2 separate regions of the Drosophila melanogaster genome follow, and region 1 is linked to region 2. Evidence: chromatin contacts called from public Hi-C data. All regions are on one chromosome and are shown on one strand. Each heading gives the region's core, a stretch centred on a gene start, on an enhancer-like site or on the middle of the called end of the contact. The rest is flanking DNA. Distances are from core to core; before and after follow the strand shown.

What was found. Hi-C and Micro-C count contacts between places; a contact is called where the count stands out from the background.
Region 1: a Hi-C map of the Kc167 cell line shows a contact between it and region 2, with 5 times the contacts expected there. The contact joins the promoter of plum here to the promoter of Tsp96F in region 2. A contact is called at or near these places in 3 of 107 Hi-C or Micro-C datasets (the Kc167 cell line and cellular blastoderm embryo).

Annotation. Positions count from the first base shown.
Region 1 is chr3R:26,533,790-26,536,489 of dm6, reverse strand. plum (plum,) reads left to right here and starts at 1,273. Exons shown (of 11, transcript NM_001260388.1): 1 at 1,273-1,766. scrib (scribble) reads right to left here and starts at 140. Exons shown (of 25, transcript NM_001260393.1): 1 at 93-140.
Region 2 is chr3R:25,880,009-25,882,708 of dm6, reverse strand. Tsp96F (Tetraspanin 96F) reads left to right here and starts at 1,282. Exons shown (of 5, transcript NM_001276048.2): 1 at 1,282-1,693. The coding sequence starts at 1,628. It overlaps SppL (Signal peptide peptidase-like), which reads right to left and starts at 725. Exons shown (of 7, transcript NM_143180.2): 1 at 434-725.

The DNA.
Region 1 (2,700 bases), core at 24-2,523, 650 kb before region 2:
AAAACAGGCGGTTTTTTCGCTTCCACACTCAAAAGCGGTCGAAAATCACGAGCGTTGGGTGAAAATCAACCGTTGTTTTCATCCGCGTTTACAATTTTTTCTCGTCGTCCGCCCGCGCGCAACAACAACTCTTTGCAGTATGACGCTCTGGAAAAACCAAGAAAAAGGTGACACTCCTCTTCCATCAACGAAGTATCTTCGCATACGTTCACACTTTGGAGAAATTTTGTGAATCGCCGTCTGGTCACACTACTAGCAACTGCGCAACTCACCTTTAGTAAAGACAACAACCATTCGTTTTATTTGCCATCTCTATTTCCGATTTTTAATCGGCGCCTTCCTATTTGAGATGAAGTTTAAGTTAATATTTTAAATTAAGATTAAAAGATAATGAATATTTTCATTAATTACGTTAAAAAAGGAAAATAACTTGAATACTGTAAAGTACTTGGTGTTCGGTAAGTAATTATAATATAATATAACACAAGATAATAATATAATATGTAATATTTTTCTAGTGCAAAATAAAAGTTACGTTTGTCTGTAATAAATTTAAATCTTAGTACTAGATTCAACAAACTGCATTTTTTTTGTGTCTCTTTTTTGCTTTACTCGCATTCCGTTTTGTTTGTTTTTCGCTGCTCGAAAAGCTTACGCTGCCGACTGCGACGTCGACATTGAAATTTTGGCGTCGCAAACAAAAACAAAAGTTGCCGGCTCTCTTCAAAGCTCAAATTGAGCAAGATAAAAGAGTGTACAAATTCTCTTAAGTTGCTGCTCTCTTACAACCGCTTAATGTTAAGCAATGTTAACCGATTTAAACCCAAAGGTTTTGTTCTTTGTATCTTGATGTTAAAAAGAGCTGAAATTGTTTAACATTTTTTTTTGTCATAGGAATGTGTATTTGATATTCCTTCATGTCTATTTGGTGTTTAAGAAGATATTGAGCATTATTTTTAGTGCTAAGTTTAAGTGAAGCCTAAATGATTAAAGCTGTGGAGTTCGATTTTTGCAATGCAAGACAACATCGTAAAGAAGAAGTAGAAGCTGGTAGTTTTTATCTTTTACGTTTTAAAACAGATGCGAATTTTCCATCTGATCGCAATCGTATTACATTCAAATCGGCGCCTTTCCCGAATCGGTTAACATAGCGCCGAGGAGAAAGAGAAATTGGGGGAGTATCACTATCGCTTTCTCGTTCTTTCGCCGAACGGGCTGCTTGTCGCCGCCGTTCCATTCATAAGCATAAGTTAAGCAGTGCGCCAAAGCTCGGCGAACAGTTTGGACGTGTTTGCTGCGTCGCTCTGTGTAATTGCGGGCGGATTTCTCTAGTAAATTTTTGCCGGCGCTTGTAAATTCGCGATATTTTCGACGACGCTGCGTGCTTGTGTGTGTTTCAAACAACAAACAAAAGTTAAACAAGCTGGGCAACAACAGTAATTGCAGCTATGTGTGCGTCTGTGTTTGCGTGTGTTTGAGTGCGTGAGTGCGAGCGAAACACAAACGTAAAGCGGAAATGCAAAAAAGACAACAAAGGTAGCAGAAAAGTAAAAAGTAAAAAGTAAAAGAGAGGAGCCGGTGCAGCCAGAAAGAGCAAGACAGCACGAGTGGGGGCTAATGAAAACGAAATGTGATTCATTGGCTTTATCAATTGTGCAAAATTCCGGCATTGTTTAGTCCTGGGCGACAAATAAATTATGACATAATACAACAAAGGGCGAAATAACAAGAAACTGGAGACGCAGCAAAGCACAAAAAAGCGTAAAGTGCGTGTATGTGTGCGAGTGGGAGTGCGTGTACGTTTGTGTGTGTGCGTGTGGGTGGCATCAGTATTTGAAAATTGAGAAATTCCAAACAAACAAAGCGGCAAAAAGGATATACGAATGTATGTAGCAAAGGAAAAACTCCAAGTACAGTAGTTGCTGCTGCTTCTTGTTCACGCAAAAGGCAAAAACGCAAAAAAGCAAAAAAACCCAAAGGCAAAATACCCGAAAAAGCAAAGGCAAAGCAGCAAGAGCGTAGCAAAAACAAAAAACAAGGAGCAAAACGGCGGCATCTCAAAAGCTTAGTAAGCTGCGCTGCTGCTGCCGCCGCTGCTGTTGCTTCTTCTTCACTGTTTTCTTCTCCTTATTTTTTATTTTTGCAAACAAAAAAGTATATGATGCCCAAACAAGAAGCGCAAGAAGAAGCAGCAGTCGGGAGAGGAACGAGCATAATAGAAGGTAGAAATTTCGAGGAAATCGAAATTTGCGTCGTTGCTGAAATTCGTTTGTTTCCTCATCTTCCTCCCCTTCGTCCTCTTCATCCGCTCTTTCGCTCTCTGTTTTCCTGAGCGCCGGATTTTGCGGCTCTTTGTGTGTGTGTGTCGTGTATCTGTGTGTTTTTGTGCAAAAATTCGCGTACAATTTGTTTTATATAACAACAACTACCCCAATGTGATTTCCTTTGCTCAGCCGGCTTTTTGCTCATCTTCCAGTTTTGGGTTTTATCTTAAACCAAAACCGAATATTATACAATATATTTCGAAAAAGATGTAAACGAGACAAAGTTTTATATCGCAGGGCTGTAAACAAATGAACGCCACAATGCACAGAAGAAATAAGCTAGTATTTCCAATATTTTTTCAACCAGAAGCATTTTTTATTTTATTCGTTTAATTTGCTTGCTTGGTTAATAAAACAAACGAATTTTTAATAAAAT
Region 2 (2,700 bases), core at 33-2,532:
GGAAAGCATAAAAACAAGTGCGTAAAGTGGGCGCAACGTTTTTCGTTTATTATGCAAAAAGAGGGGGGGGGAGGTAGGGGCTTTACTTTGGCAAAGACTGGCTTGCAGCGCTTGAGAAATTTTCAGTACGACTAAAGCTTAGGCTGCGCTTTAAGGTTTTTTCCTCGTTTTTCCATTTCGTGTTTGGTTACACTCCACTTCGTTCCACTTCATTCCATTTCCATTCCACAAAACTCCAACTTCGCTCCACTGCGTAACAAAATTACAAGACACACTCACACAAACTTGCAACAAGCCGACAACAACAACAACAGCAATAAGGGAAGGGGGGAAATTGTCATGTTTCTGATTTCAATGCAATCGAAATATATATTGAAAAACGTATGTGGTGCACTCGATACTCCCCAAAAAAGTTGGGGGACTTTTCGCTTACTTTGCCTTCACATTCACATTCGCGTTTGGCTGTATTTTCCTTGGTTTTTGTTTTTCCCTTTGCACCGATGTTCGTTTTCGCGATAAAAAGGTGTCTGCTACATTTTCACGCGCCTTTCATTTGCCTGCGAGCCGCTTTTCATGCATATTTCCACGATCTTCGGCGGTCGCTGCACTTAAACGTTAGACAGCCATTTTGCATTTGTTTCTATTAGTAACTATTGCGGAGGAGAAACAACAACGAATTAAACATTTCACGCTTTAGGCCATTTTCGCCTGCGCGAACAGTGTGACCGTTTCGCAGAAGAATGAACAAAGCATGAACTATTAAGGTCACATTTCAAACTGTTTACATTTACAGATTTAAATATTTTGGGAAAATCATAGCCAAAGTAAATCAAAAACCTGGAATATCCTAATTTTCAATTACCCACTTTCATAGTAATAATTAAATAGACATGTTAAAATAATGTAAACAACCACAAATTTATACTTTAAAATGAAATCTACTTTAAATATGGTGATTATAGCTGAAACATTGGGGATAATAGTTAGTTAGAATATCTAAATTTTTAATTTTTAACTTTCATAATAACAATCAAAAGGTTATTTGAACATTATGTAAACACTGAAACTAAATTACTTTTAACATTCAAGTGAAGTTTTTATTTTATTGGGAAAATTGGCAATAGAACTTATCCAAAATATCGATAGGCCACTTTGGTTTGCGTATAGGCTGCAAATCCAAGCAGGTTGCAAGCCATGCTAAGCCTCATCAAAGTTATTCAACCACTTCTTTGGTATCTTCTAAGGGTCACCACTTTTCGGTTTTTAGCCTTTCTATACCCGCTGGTATATTTGAACGGCCGAGCTAATGGTCGCACTGATACAAGAATTTTACGTTGGACGGACGCCTCGATGCACAAATAAAATTTTTAAAACAAATCGGGTGCAACGGCCAATCGCGCAAACAGTGGCTCAAATCGGTGGATTTTAGCACGGGAAATTTTAAAAAAATTTGAAAAATATAGTACAATCGAGCGGGTGTTTTGAAAAAGTGCAAAAGGTCGAAAAGTGCAGGCGACACTGCAGTTCGGGGTTCCTTGGAAAAAGAGCATCTCCAAGTGGTTGAAAAACCAGTTAAATTGCAGCTACTTTTTAAGGAGTTACCTATTTAAGAATATCAATCCGCGCCATGGGTCTCAACGGCTGCTGTTCGTGCGTCAAATATCTGATGGTCCTTATAAACATTTTATTCTGGGTATGTAGATTCCAGCAGCAGCAGCAACAACAACAATGCGAGATTCGGTTCTCTCCCATCACAACAACAACTGGAACACACGGACCTCCTTTTCGCGCGCGTGTGTGTGGGTGTTGCGTGAGCGAATGTGTGTGTGTTGTGTATTCCCTACGCCCCTCTTTCTCACGCTTGGCGCGCGGGCGGAGGGAGGAGCCGTGCGCACGCTCTTTGGAGTCCTACCGCTCTTTCAGTCCCTCTTTCCACTCTCTCGATCCCAGAGGTGCCCAAAACATAAGTTGAAACTTATTTAAGTACGGCTTGAAATATTTAATCGAAAAGGAAGTAAAAAATATAAATAAATAAATAATAAAATAAATATAATAATATATTAACTTAAATATTTTTTTTTTAATGAGCGGGCTTAAAAACATTAAATGGACAAGATTATATAAATATTCAAGTACGCGGTTAATTAAAAACATTAATAGAAGGGTTTTTCTTTTTGAAATTAAACAAATCGGTTTTGTTTGTTATGAACTATTTGACTTTAAATTATTTTCTACCATTTATAACTTCAAAACTTCAACTGGCTTTTAAAAGCGACATCACTGTATCTCTCCATCTCCCGCTCGCACTCCCTACCGCTCTGCTCGTACTCCCGCATAAAAACAATAGAAGTTCCGTTGTGGGAGGGGACACACACACACACAGACAGATAAACATTTAAGCATCTCCATTCCCACCTCCCACTGTTTTCTTTTCCCTCCACATGTTTGTTCAGTTGTTTTTCTTTTGCTTCTGTCTCTTCCTGTCTCTCTTTTTTTGTTTTATTATTTTTATAACGTATACGTGCCGTTGATATTTTTACAAACTTCGGTTGGCTTAATTCGGTAAAAAAGGACCTCTCCTCACCCCAAAAAAAAGGGTTTTACTTTCTTTGGCCAACTTATCTGCTTGTTGTTTTACGCAATTTTCGACTTTCAACATAGCCTCGTTAGGCTTTCAATTGTTTCCATTCAATTACTATC